Regions from separate parts of the Mus musculus genome. Here regions 2, 3 and 4 are each linked to region 1. The links are chromatin contacts, called in public Hi-C and promoter capture Hi-C maps. All regions are on one chromosome and are shown on one strand. Each heading gives the region's core, a stretch centred on a gene start, on an enhancer-like site or on the middle of the called end of the contact. The rest is flanking DNA. Distances are from core to core; before and after follow the strand shown.

Evidence for each region. Promoter capture Hi-C pulls out the DNA fragments that hold promoters and counts their contacts. Hi-C and Micro-C count contacts between places; a contact is called where the count stands out from the background.
Region 2: a promoter capture Hi-C map of the 3T3-L1 cell line shows a contact between it and region 1, with 5 times the contacts expected there. The contact joins the enhancer-like site here to the promoter of Lnclep in region 1. A contact is called at or near these places in 6 of 39 promoter capture datasets (the 3T3-L1 cell line, 3T3-L1-derived adipocytes, hippocampal neurons and 2 more), 1 of 15 datasets of contacts at CTCF or cohesin (the NIH/3T3 cell line), 2 of 484 Hi-C or Micro-C datasets (cortical neurons and nephron progenitors) and 1 of 9 other capture datasets (embryonic stem cells).
Region 3: a promoter capture Hi-C map of embryonic stem cells shows a contact between it and region 1, with 4 times the contacts expected there. The contact joins the enhancer-like site here to the promoter of Lnclep in region 1. A contact is called at or near these places in 17 of 39 promoter capture datasets (the C10 cell line, the HPC-7 cell line, HPC-7-derived erythroid cells and 11 more), 10 of 484 Hi-C or Micro-C datasets (the C10 cell line, CD4 T cells, LSK cells and 6 more) and 14 of 115 datasets of contacts at active chromatin or transcription factors (SST interneurons, embryonic basal ganglia, embryonic forebrain and 7 more).
Region 4: a contact with region 1 is called in a Hi-C map of cerebellum, with 2.9 times the contacts expected there. The contact joins the enhancer-like site here to the promoter of Lnclep in region 1. A contact is called at or near these places in 2 of 39 promoter capture datasets (hippocampal neurons and stem cell-derived epiblast-like cells) and 6 of 484 Hi-C or Micro-C datasets (brain, cerebellum, extraembryonic endoderm stem cells and 3 more).

What each region holds. Positions count from the first base shown.
Region 1 is chr6:29,029,566-29,033,052 of GRCm38.p6, reverse strand. Lnclep (a long non-coding RNA gene) reads right to left here and starts at 2,099. Exons shown (of 2, transcript XR_377380.2): 1 at 591-2,099.
Region 2 is chr6:28,640,988-28,644,413 of GRCm38.p6, reverse strand. The region is part of intron 11 of Snd1 (staphylococcal nuclease and tudor domain containing 1); the gene reads right to left. Among named protein-coding and RNA genes, the nearest start is that of Snd1, 160 kb to the right of the region's middle. Within about 2 kb of position 1,308, at least 3 of the 459 cell types and tissues checked have an H3K27ac peak or open chromatin away from gene starts, as enhancers often do. A contact at or near this core is called in cortical neurons, where this site is marked.
Region 3 is chr6:28,554,984-28,558,068 of GRCm38.p6, reverse strand. The region is part of intron 10 of Snd1 (staphylococcal nuclease and tudor domain containing 1); the gene reads right to left. Among named protein-coding and RNA genes, the nearest start is that of Snd1, 76 kb to the right of the region's middle. Within about 2 kb of position 1,603, at least 25 of the 459 cell types and tissues checked have an H3K27ac peak or open chromatin away from gene starts, as enhancers often do. A contact at or near this core is called in SST interneurons, cortical neurons, embryonic stem cells and 2 more, where this site is marked.
Region 4 is chr6:28,745,999-28,749,423 of GRCm38.p6, reverse strand. All of the region lies in intron 15 of Snd1 (staphylococcal nuclease and tudor domain containing 1), which reads right to left. Among named protein-coding and RNA genes, the nearest start is that of Lrrc4, 84 kb to the left of the region's middle. Within about 2 kb of position 1,268, at least 27 of the 459 cell types and tissues checked have an H3K27ac peak or open chromatin away from gene starts, as enhancers often do. A contact at or near this core is called in cerebellum, where this site is marked.

The DNA of each region.
Region 1 (3,487 bases), core at 850-3,349:
CATGTTCTTCTGAACTGCCTTGTTTACCAGCTGTCTTGCTAAACCTCAGCCTATGCCGGTAGCAGGCTGTTTAGGCCGGGTTATTCTAGAGCTTGGATCTTTAGTGGTTTAATGTTTAAGGATGCATCAGGGGCTTCCGATGGCCAGCCTGCGGCTGCTTCCGATGACAGATATCCATGCGTATGGCTCGTGACACTCTTCCCGTGGCATCCAGCAGAATTGGAGCTCCAAGCAGACCTGGTCTGCCAGTTGCAAAACGTCTTCCATACAAAGAGGCATGTCAGAATGCAAGCAACCGTCTGGGCATCATTACGGGGTTATGTGGAATCTGTTCTAATTGATTAAAACCAGGAAGATCATCAATCATTCGAAAGCCTCGACAGTTTGTTATTAGGTAGCCACTTGCCTATGACACACCTCAAAACTGCTCCAGGCATGCAGCATGTTAGGACACCGCTGTGGGAAAAACCGCTGGTCACGATGATGCCAGAGCCGCCAGTTGTGAAATGAAAACCAATGCCAGCTAACTAATTGTTTCAACTACCCTGTGCCAAAGAATCGATTGGGGAGAACATTTTGTCCACACTCACCCGATTGGCTTGGTGGTCTTGGTCCTGTAGAGATGCAGCCGGAGTATCAGGAATGTGGGCCTAGTGTCAGGTATCAGAATTCGAGGCTGGAAGGAGCCTCCAGAGAGAGAGTTTCATGCATTCCCTTCATGTCACCAACAAGGATCAGAGGGAGCAGCCAGGCTGCTGAAGGGCGCGCCACACAATTGTGGACTATTGTTTTCAGAAAGAGGTCAATGAGGGCACATCTTTGCCCACAGCATTTTTAACATTTTCGCAGCTATTTCAGAATCACGGTGCCCACTGAATGGCATTGCGTACTTTCTAAAAGTAGACAAGAATTTGAGAAACACCCCGTGGTGCAACTGTTCATTGCTTAAACCTACTGCTGACTCATTTGCCCTTCGATACTTCTTTACCAACATCGGTGGTGGCATCTGCTAGTTACTACCCCCTCCAAGTCTTAGTCTCCCTTGTTGGGCCGGGAATCAGGATGCAGTGACCTCACTTCCCCGAGTCCTCATTGGCTGGTGGGTGGGACTCTGAGGGTGAGGTCCTTGAAGGGAGCTCTGGGCACAGAGGTAGGCCCCCTGCCCTCCAGACTGGACTAAGTCATCTGTCACCCAGGGTGTAGACTATTCGGGCGTGAGGAGGGTCTGTGGCCCAGGGAAGCGAAGGTTCTCAGGCTTCATCTTTTCAATCAAGGCCAAAGGATCCCTCTAAACAAACCCCCTAAGGTGTTAAGGAGGAAACAGATGTTATTGGCAATATTCACAAACCATTCACAAGACCCTCTGGGATGACGTCTTCTTCACATTAACTCAACTGTGAAACTCCTTCATTCACTTGAACTCTCTGCCTCTTGAAAATGTCTTCCCTCTGAGAGAGGCAATTTGGTTGTGGTCCCTTTAACCACTCCTCCCCATTCCCAAGTGCAGTTAAGAAGCGCTGATATCTCAGGGCTTCAAGGGGGTGTGGGGAAAGGAGTTCCAAACCAGGGCTCTGTCTGGCCCTGAGGCGGAGGCGTGGGCTCGGGAGCCAAGAGCTAGGCTCAACACTGTCAGTGCCCAGCCCAGACCCTGGCAGTTATCCATCCTCACAGGCTCAGCGCAGGAGCAGTCTTTGGCATGCAAAGAGGACTCTTGGGCTTGGGGCCAAAAGCCAGCCCTTTACCCTAGATCAGCACAGGGAGTGGCCCCACCCTCGGAGAATGCACCTCTTTCCTTGTTTTCTGGGTTGATGTAGCTTAGAGAAATATTTGGGGCTTCGTAGGGGTAGGGGATCTGGGACTATGGAATTACAGGGTAACATCTTCCTCTCACAACAAATAGAAGGGAGGAGAGGACCCACGGTCTGAGAGTGGGTGGCTCTCTTTCCTGGACTTGATAGATTGTTTAAAAAGATATTGTGGAAGCTTGGCCCTTACCAAACCTTTTTTCCACTTGTTTTTATTACAAACTACAGACACACACACACACACATACACACATACACACACACATACACACACACATACACACACACACATACACACACATACACACACACACATACACACACACACACATACACACACACACACATACACACACACACATACACACACACATACACACACACATACACACACATACACACACACACATACACACACATACACACACACACATACACACACACACACATACACACACACACACATACACACACACACATACACACACACACACATACACACACACACACACATACACACACAAACACACACACACATACACACACACACATACACACACACACACACACACACACATACACACACACACACACATACACACACACACACACTATCAAGTGTTCCTTTGGGGCCACTAAGTTCAGAGTCTCGAAAACTCTAGAGGTGAAAGAATTCACAGCTGAAGAAATTAAGACTTTAAGGGAAAGTAGACTCAAGAGAACAAGGCCGGAATTAGATTATCCTTATAGCCGATTTTGGTTCAGGGAAGAACACAATCCAAGAACACACCAAATAAAGGACATTTTAGGGTGTGTCCATGACAGTTGCTCTTCTTGGGCTGGGACCTGAGAAGTAACTTCAGGTGCTGTCACTCCAGTGCTAAGCGAAAAGCTTCTATTTAGTTAACATTAAGTTCTTTAGCAATGACACGTGCTTTCTCCACACCCTTCACATCTACAACTTTAAATACCCTTTCTTCTCTAAGCTGTATATTTTCATCTGGCCCTTATCCATTTTTTCTGTTCTCTTTCTGTGAACCTGTTGAAAAGAAGTGGGCACTAACCATGCCACAGACTAAATGGTAGATTGTCTAGAAATGTCCTCTGCCAAACAAATCAGCCCACTGGCTTTGAATTCAGCCTCAAGCTCTCGGGACAAGAAGAGTGTAGCCACCTTAATCTGCCAGGATGTAATAGAATGGCCTCGTGTTCTGTTCCTGATAAGCCTTTGTCGCCCTCTGAAACATCATCAGTCAAAGCTTCACTACCTATGTGTACTGGACAGTTTTATGTCAACTTGACATAAGCTAAAATATCTGAGGCAATCACCTCAAGTAATTAAATGCCTCCATACGCCTGGTCCTGGTCTATAGGCAGGCTTAATAGGTCGTTTTCTTAATTAGTGATTGAGAGAGGGTCCAGTACATTGTGGGTGTGTTCATCCCTGGGCTGGTGGTTCTGGGTTCTGTAAGGAAGCAGACTGAGCAAGCCACAGGGAGCAAGCCAGTAAGCAGCATCCCTCTATGGCATCTGCTTTAGTTCCTGTCTCCAGTTCCTGCCCCGTTTGAGTTCCTGTCGTGACTTCCTCCAGTGATGAGCGGTGCTGAGGAATTGTAAGCCCGATGAACCCTTTCCTCCCCAAGGTGCTCTGGTCATGGAGTGCTGTTGCAGCAATAGAAACC
Region 2 (3,426 bases), core at 59-2,558, 390 kb after region 1:
GGCTAGCCACCAATGTAGAATAATCTGTGAATCCCAAGTCCTGATGAAAGACCCTGCCACAAAAAAAAAACCATGCTGGACTGCCACTGAAAATGACATTCAGTTGACCTCTGTCCTTCACACAGGTTAACAAAGTCTCACCCCCATGTGTACAAGGCTGGGGAAAAGAATGACTGTCTTGAGGAAACCTGCATGTGTATAAGTTGCAAAGAAGCTGCATTTAGCATCTAGAAGACTAACTACCTTTACCAAAGATAAGAAGGAAAGATAAAATGTTTAGAGCAGTGAAATTCTCTGTAAATCAGAATTTAATTCTGGGGAAAATGTTAAAGTGAGTCTTGAACCTAAACTGGTTTGGTCTTCAAAGAAAAAGCTCATAGATTCAGGCGGCCACGATGAAACCCCCAGAGCTGATGCTAAACTTGTGTTCTTTCTCCAAAAATAGAGAGATTTCATCTACTTCAAGGAATTTAGCTTGAATGCTTACAAAACAAAGTGACTTCAATGCTTTCTTGAACACGAGCCCCTGACTGCTGGCTGGAAATCACTGGAGAGGAGAACAATCTGGCAGTTAATTTTTGAGATTTAAAAAAAAAAAGACCCTGCTGTTGAAAGTGTGTTAGAACTGGGCATTTTATTTCAATTAAGTATTTTGGCAAATACTTAATTTTAAAAGTGATTTTATTTAAAGGTAAAACCATGGGAAAGGGGGAACACAGTAATAAAACAGCATTGTGTTTTCCTAACCATTCTGCCTTACACAGACTACATACATTTCTCAATAAAGTAGCATTTCTATTCCAGTTTAACTTGGAACATTCTCTGTATTCAATACCAGAATAAACTCTTCACTGCTTAACCCTTGACTATACTATAGCCATCATCCATTAATATCAACCATAACAGCTTACTAACTCAAAGCATCAAAAGATATTAAGCAAAAATATGTTGCCTGTATGACCAGAAGTAACTGACTTCATAATACTATTTCAAACTTTGTCAATACCTGAATTCATCACAATTAACAGTGTTGCATTTAAAAGCAAATATGTTAAAGTAGGAGAGAGAGGGATTGAGGGTATGTGGGGAGCTCTTTCGAAATGTTGGGTCCATGCAGAAAGCACACAGGAAGGCATGTAGCATTTCTTCCTCACTGATGACTAGACGGTTAAGGTCAATGGATATGGAATCCTTAATTTCAAGCTGAAGACTTTCAGAGAAACTTGGCACAGAAGAACAAGTAGGAGGGGCACGTTTTGCCCTTTCTTCAGCTTCCCTTAGGCTACAGTCCTCAGAAGTCAGTTCCCATGGGAACTCTCCTGGCTGTGAAACATGCCTGCAAACCAAGGAAGGCAGGGAGTGGGGTGTTTAAGTTCTCTCCTACTCTGCCTTCCCCAGGTCCACTCCTCTTACTCTGGGATTCAGGAGAGCCCAGCTCCTAGGCAGCAAGGCCTTTCTGAAGGACAAACAACCACCTTCAGTCTTGGATTGTAGGTTATCTCCCTCCTAAGTACTCAATGCATCTTTCTCTGTCCCCACTGCTCATCACACATGCGCATGCTCACGCTCATACTCATTTTGTCTTTATCAGGACATAAACTAGAACAAGCTCATTTTATTTGTCATATTATATACTGCTTTCTGTTCTTAATTTTCCTAAGTCCTGACTCAGAAGTTTGCTGATATCGATTGAGCAGTCAAGATGTGCCGAGCATCGCACTAAGTACTTAGCATATATTATGTCATTTAATGCTTATGACAGCCCAGGTTAGGTAATGCCACTTCAGGGATTCAAACTCAAGTCTATGTGGTTCAATGCCTACCACTAAACCACTACAAATGGCCAGCAGCAGGATGTTGGTTAAACATTCACTTGGTATTAAATGATAAAAGTATCTCATGTAGAAGACTACTTATCGACGTAGGGAAATCATCATGTTGAGGGTTACAAAGCAGTAAGCAGCATGTAATTACTAGTCGAAGTGAACATTATGCTAAGAGCCATGTGCATAAAAACACTGGACTGATAGACACTCAAATGTTAGCAGATGATACCTCTGGGAAACACAGCTTTTCCTGTATCTTTTTCTCTTGTTTTAACAACGACAATAATAAGCCGATACAATCAACAGTGTTGTTTTGTGACTGATGAAGTAGGCAGTAAGTGAGAAAGCGGAAAACAGGATCATAAGCATGGATATAGTAGACAACAGTACCAGTGTTAAAATCAACTGATAACTGCATTTTCAAGTAGAAAATTAGCCATAGAGAAAATTAGGATGGAATCTCTATAGGACAGCAGCAAGCTTTCCCCGAACTGTGAATACAAAACCGGCTAAGGTTCTAGTGTTTGTATACACACAGAAAGGAAACACACATGCAAAGACTATTCCTGGTCTACAGTCCCTGCATTTAACTATATTTATGGTACTAGCACATGTGTAGAATATAGCTCTCATTCCCACAACCATGCTTAGCTGGAGGTCTAGAGAATGTCGGGGAAGACCAATGTGGCATGACAATGTGGCTGCTTCTCAGGAACGCTCTGGACCAGGGACGGCCAAGCCCAGGGGAGAAGGGGAAGCCTCTCCTAACACTCTTTATGTGACCTTTGAAGGAAGTGTACTGTCCACTCACAACAATGATAAAGGCACAGTTCAGCCTAGAAGTACAATTTTCCTACTTAAAAGCTGGAAATGATGAGATGAATAAATTAAATGTCTAGTCAGTTTTATTTACCATCTGTGTGAGGGGGTAGAGGTGAAGATGGGGATAATCCTATCTCCATACTGGCCTTCTTGCCAGTAACATCAGGATGTCTGTTTCAAGTCAATAAACCAACAAAATTCAGACTTGTCTTAATCTGAGGTTAAAAAGCTTTAGAAACAAAAAGAATCACTGCTTGGTCCATGCATATGCTTTTTACCAGTCCATTTTTCTCCCTTCCTCTGTCTATTTTTAAAATGTAAAGAATTTAAGATACGTTACATAAAACAACCTTTAAAAAAATTCTGTTTAAAAATTAAATTATAAAAAGTCCTATAAAAAGTATGTTTGGTGGCTACAAAAAAAATCCTATCAATGTAAAAAACAAAAACAATAACAAACAAAAAAATTCTTTGCAATAGAAAGAAAGAAGGAAACAAACAGGGAAGCAGTGAAAGATGACCCACGAGGAGCGCTGGCTCTATACAAGGATGACGACATGCAGCCAGGAAAGGAGCCATCCCAGTGAGGGGAGACCTGCAGCACTGTGGGCCCCTTCACATAGAGTCTGAAAGAGGCCATGGGTCACCTAAACAGGAGCAAGCACCTGCCTCTCTTTGTGCATGAGTACATTCAAGGTCATGGGCACCCTAGACCAACCAGGGCAACCAGAACCTCAATGGCCAGGAGGGCAAACTAAGAGGATGGCTGACACACCGT
Region 3 (3,085 bases), core at 354-2,853, 470 kb after region 1:
GCTCATATGGAAACTACTTCGAAATCCAGGAAAAAAAAAAGACATTGTCAGAAACCAAACTCCTGGGAGACAGCTTTGGTAAGCGCCCACTCTTCAACTGCTAGAGTAACAATCTAGAGCAGGGACTCTCAAGCTCAAGGCTAGCAGTTGACAAAAATGAGCATTCTGAGCCCCAGTTTTAACACAAAGATTTTAACACAAGGAGTTCAAAACTGACACCTTACGAGAAACTGAGCTGGCCTCTTTTCAAAAGAAAAAGCTCAGCGGGGGAAGGGGGCTAGTGTGAGAACCAACAGGGCACAGAGCTGTGGAAGGGAGACAAGGGCAGAGGCGGTCGGTGGCAGACCCTGAAAACGCACCGCAGCTCTACTGTTCAATCAAAATATATGGCACCAGCAGAGATCCACTTAATCTTTGTCCTCAGAGCAGTCCTGTGTAAGCCCAGAAGGCTTGCAGCTCATTTGCAGCAAATGAGAAGCAATAATGTTGGGTTGCCATATTTGCAGTGAATCTAACGTTAACAATCAAATGATTTGCCCTTGTAGAACTCTGCACCAGGGGATCCCTTAGAAGTGTACATATGGGCATCAATTTCCTAGCAGGGAAGGGGAACAGAGGTAAAGGAGACATGGCAAGGTCAAAGAACAGCCAGAAACAGAAACACCAGAGACCCTAATCTCCAAGTTCAGAACATGAATTCAGGGCCACCAAGACTCTAAAAAATCCCTCAGTATCCAAAGATTAGCTCTCCATGACAAACTAATAATCAATCAACACCCCCCCCCCCGGTCTCTCTCTCTCTCTCTCTCACACACACACACACACACACACACCCCTGTGTGCAGTGAGGTGAGGGGGAAGGAAAGGAGGGAAGCAGGGAAAATGGAATGAAGGGGCTAGGTTATTTGAATGCTCATTTGTTTAAGAAATAATGGCAAGTTTTTGTGAAGTCCTAGATTTGACTATTTGGATAAGAAAAATCAGTTCTTATTGAATATAGATGTATGGTTTTCCCCAAAATGTTTCCAGTGCACAACTATTTGAATGCATGGATGGGAACATTGAGCTATAAAATCCATGTGTTCCCCTTACACACACACACATATATAAACACTGTGCTTAGAATGTTATGGCCTCTGTGCCAGATTGCATGTGAAAGCAGTTAGCTCTCCTTACCACAGAAGCTTAAGATCCCCAAAGTAGACAGACCAGCCCACAACAAGCAAACAACAGAGCCGAGATGGACTTGTTGAAGAGGGAGAAAAGGAGAAAGAGAAACTTTAGTAATGAAGACCATGCAATTGGGAAGAAAGAATGATGTAAGATGGTAATCAGAGGGGAATGAGCCAGGTATAGACTATCATCCCAGGATCTGAGAGGTCAGGAAAGGAAAAAGAAAAAAAAAAAAAGAGCAAAGAAAGTAAGCCTATCTATAAAGAGAAGAGGAACCTGCTGAAGGCTTGCGACCTCCCACAACATCAATGAGGCAAAGCTTACCTTTTCTAGCAGCTATATTTTTTAAATCTCCTACTACTAGTACGAAGTACCAAGTTTAAAGGAGGACATTAAAACAGTTAATGTGAGCAGGGCGTGGTAGCACATGCCTTTTATCCAGACATTTAGAATGCAGAGGGAGGTGAATCTACATAGCAAGTTCTAGGGCAGCTAGAACCAGACCCTGTATCAAAAAAAAAAAAAAAAAAAAAAAAAAAAAAAAAAAAAAAAAAAAAAAAAAACCCCACAACAACAACAACAACAACAAAAAAAAGTTAAAATGAGGACCAGTCTACCTCACTATTTAAAAGCCTTGACAAGTCTCCTTAAATATGTATCTATAAATATCAGCAAGAAAATATGCCAATGAAAGCATCAACTGATTTAAATTCTAGAAGCAGGACACGAGTCTTGCTTAAACTGCACAAATGTAGTTTGTAGAGTACACCACGGCATTACAGAAACAGTTTAAATGTTGTTGTTGCTCAAGCAAAGTAGAAGGCGGTTTTGTTGTTGCCCCTTTCTGAGGTAGTGAATTCATGTTCAAGAAGCTGCTCTTTCTGGATGAACCACAGCAAGGCAGCTAAATGAGAGACAATTTAACAACGCTAAGAATTCACGACGGGTTCGTGTTGCATGGAAAGCCACAGCAAGGCTTTACAAGCGACACAAGGTACACAAGGAGCTCCTGTGAGGCTAACATGACAGGCGCAGGAGCGAGCCACCAACCAAGCTGCCTAGACTGTTCACTAGGAGAGACTCTTCATTTGAAATACAAGGGGTCACCTCTTATTTCCTGTAGGAGAATCCATTCCTGGGAGAGAGATCATCGAGTGGAGATGGAAGAACCTAGGATGGGGGAGGGATCCAAATAAAATGCAAAAGCAAGCACAGCCATGATCACACCTGCAGGGACATCTACTAAGAGCGAGATGAGGAAAGAGAACAGAAACAACGGGACTCTGCCAGAGAGCACCTGCTTCCCTGAGTACATGCGAGCAGATCTATAACACAGACAGGCAGGACAGGACGAAACACTACCGCTCCAGCCCTCAGAACACATTTCTTGCTAGGTGATGTGGTAAGAAACGAAAGGCTGCAGGGTTTTACTGCACTGAGTTTTACATTTGTCAGTTTCCTTCAACAGTATCAGGCTCATTTCTATCTTCTTGGATTGAGAACTCTCCTTACAAGAGGAACTGCCTTCCTCTACCTGCTGTTCTTTACCCAGAGGAGCAGTCATCTTCCACAGCTCTGCTATTTCTAGATCCAGGCAGCCCAGAACTAACTAAGCTCCCCTGCAGATAAGCCTGCCTGAGCTGAAGGAGTCAGCTACTCTTCCTCAGAGGAGGACTGGAGTAGGCAAAGCAGGCGGAGTGAGGCGAAAAGCTTTTAGAGGGAGGAGGTGGGGCTCAGAGCAATCTTCCAGGCAAGCCACAGTTGTGCTCTGACAGAAAGGCTCCAAGTAGCTCAGGCGGCAGGAAGGAACTCGGACATTTTCCTGGGAAAACGCTGAGTTGGAGGTTTAACACACGCTGGAAGGGACCAGCAAAGTGCTACCAGAACTTCCTCCCTTTTTATAAGAAATCAC
Region 4 (3,425 bases), core at 19-2,518, 280 kb after region 1:
TTAAGTGTAAGTCACCTGCTGTGGTCCACATGGAACCCCTGCCAAGTGGCTGCTGCCATCTAGACAGTTTGTCCCAAGAGTCAGTTCTATGTAAGGTGAGTGCTATCTAGCCCAGCCCCTCACCCTGCTCACCTTGGCTTGTAACTCACCAGACTGCACCAACTTTAAGGCATAGAAGTGCAAACAATTTGTATGTGTTTCAACCTAGGTTGGCAAAAGATCCCAAAGACCTGATTTAAGATTCCTTACGTTACTTTACCCTGAAGGTTCAAATTACTCTTCTCTTTTAGTTCTGGAGAAGGCATTTTGTTTACAGGACATTACCTTGATACCTGCTATGCTTAGTCAGTATGACAACTTCCTGAACTGTGCCCTCAGCATGGCCCTGATGCCCAAGGGGTATCATGTAATTTACAACAAAAAACCTTCACACAAAGGTCATGGTAATAGTAGGGCACACACTCCATGCTCATAAAAAATAAGAATCAAGAGGCACATGAGCTGCAAATATATGCTTCAGTCTTTCTTAGACAAGATACCAAAATAAAGCTGCACACACACGGTGAGTGACTGAGCTAACGTGAATTCAAAGACTAAGGTTTGCTGCTTTTGTTCTAATGGAAGGAAACGTGTGTGGCTTACTAAATGCTGCTGGAGGAAAACTGATGCCTTAAAAACAAACATAAGCTGCCTTGGGTTCTCAGGATCACCAACTGTGATTTGCCTCCAAGAGCAAAATAAGTGTGCACAGGAGGCACAGCAGCAGGCTTAGGGACCTTCAGCACTCTCAGCTCTGATCGGCTAAGGTCGTCTGCTCGCTGACCAAACCTAGGCCAGGTGCTGAAAGGACTAAAGGGCACGAGCTGTCAGGAGGCACTGACCTGTTAGCTGCAGCTGACTTTCCCAGCCCCACCTGCTATCCCATCTGACTAAACAATCACTTCACGTACAGGGGTGCAGGAACCGTGACAGAGAGACCAGCTGGCTCCGGCCAAATGCCACTCCCTATCAAGCTGTGGGGCCGTCTGCCCAAAAAAGGCCACATAAAAATGCAAAGTATCCACCCCACCTTCAAGTACAGAGAGCTCTCCAAAAGGCCAGGATTAATGAGAGCGGCAAGGAGGGATGGAGTTCAACAAATGTCTTGACTTTCCCCTTGCGAACTGCGATCGAGTTGTGATAGAGACCATTTTTGCAGTTAGTTTCATATGGTGTGGAGTGAGTTGTGCCATGAGAATAGACTGTCCCAACAGTCACAGCTCAGGTCTCCAGGCCTATGCTTATGCTCATTCACCTTGAGGTCACAAAGGTCTCTCTTAGCAGACTCACACCACCCATGTTCCAGCGAACTTTCATCCCCAGGTCAGCTTTGCCTTGTCCACTCACAATCTCCTTGAATTCTCGAATTTGCATCAGGGCCCCTCATCTCTTTAAACTGCATGTTCCCTAAGATTTTTCTCCATCCTCCCTATCTCTGCACAACCTCTTTGGAAGACAGGGTCTCATGTAGCTCAGGTTAGTCTAGATATATAGCCTCGAACTCTCGATCATCTAGCCTCCATTTCCTCAGTACTGTGATTATAGGCTTCTACCACCAGCCTTGGCTAGTCTATCTTTTTGATATGAAGATTTTGTTGAGTTTTAGCTAACAATCGAGGATTGTTTTAAGAAAAACAAATAGCTATACTAGATAGCTTTCTAACTCTAACATACAACCTCATGACTTGACAGCATGTGTCAATTTTAGAAGTACAGTAGATGCCGGCATCCTTTTGCCATGTTACCCAGTCAACTCTCATTCATATGTGCTATTTTCCATTCTCTGATAGACTTTGAGCTAAGCAGTCTTTATCTGGTAAGTCTGCTCCTTACCAGCAGCCATGGGTATTTTCTAGTCACCTGGAATCTGCCTTTGGTTGATAACTGATGAAAATATATCTACAAAGGTCACCTATGACTTTCTGACTGATTAAACAGTATAAGATCATGTCAGTGCTTTGCACACTTGATGTTTTAACTCTGACTGTGCTGGCTCCTCCGAGTTCTCCATCTCCTTAGCCTCCCAGAACCACTCTCAATGGTTCTGTTATTCACAGGGTAGCAGCTCCTGTCTGCATAGGAATTCGTAGCCTTATGCTGGAGTTCTTGGGTGTTCACTTCACATATGGGGTGGAATACACCACTCCTAAAGCTGTTCTGCAGGCACTGCACACATGCGGAGTACTCCATGATCTGAGCATCTGCCCAGGCTCTTCTGATGAGCCGCAACATTGCCATGGAAACTATAAATATTATACATCCAAGGCCAAACCAATTACCCATTTCTCTAACGAGCTTCTCTCACTGTTTTAGCTTTGACTATGGCCTTCATATCTACTCCTAGGCTCCAGTTTAGGATGCCTGACTTCCTCCCCTACACCCATCCTACACACAAGGGAAGTCTACCTCCCAAAGACTTGTGGTTATGCTTTGTAGCATGTATTTGCTGCTATGTAATCTATCTTTCAGACTGGAAGTTAACTTAGGCAATGTCTTGGAACTATGACACTTAGGAGAATGCTAAGTCTACAGAAGAAATGATTGACATACTCAAGCAGTATCATGGCTTCCTTCTAATTGAGGTGGAATGAGCAGCATCCTGCAGAACCTCCATGAGCTGGCTCTGTTGAAGGAGCTGAGTTTAGAAGACAGTGTCTTTGGTCCTCTATGGATCTGAAGCCAGGTTTCTGAGAAACAATCAGACCTTTTCTGTTTTCCATCCTGGACTAAACTCCACGCTGCCAAGATGCTGCTTTAGTTTTTTGTGTAGATAGAAGAATGAGCTGAATATATACCTCAAACCCCAGAACAAGAATCCACAGCCAAGAAACCTCTCACCTACAGAAAGCTTAAGAACAGGGCACAAATATCCACAGGAAGAGACTCGCACTGCCCTGTAGCCTTCCTCTACTACAACTGCCACCAACAGAAACACAAATTTGGCCCTCCAGCAAGGTGTGGATTTGATTCGAGCCTTCTTTCTCCAACTGTCTCTGAGGATGGAGTCCTTGCAGGAACCCTGCAGAGCTCCGTAGGGACCATCAAACCGGTGCCTTGTCAAGAGAGGACAGTCACTCAGCAGCAGTGAGCTCACGGCCAGGTGGTCAGGGAGTGGTTTACCGTACATAACTCAACCCTTCCAGTTGGGGCCTGGCTTTATTTCTCTTATCTAGACAAGAAGTTCTCAGTGCCTTCCAGGAAAAAGGGGCCAAGGGATTCTGGCTGTGGACGAATAGAAAGCAAAGCTCTTGCTCCCTTCAACCACAGCAAATTCTATTCAAGAATTCAACAGAAGTGCTGAGGCAACAGGACAGTAACAGAAACGGCACCGCCATCTGGGAGCACAAAAGCGTGTGTCCTTTGTGAGTGGATGAATGTGTATGAGC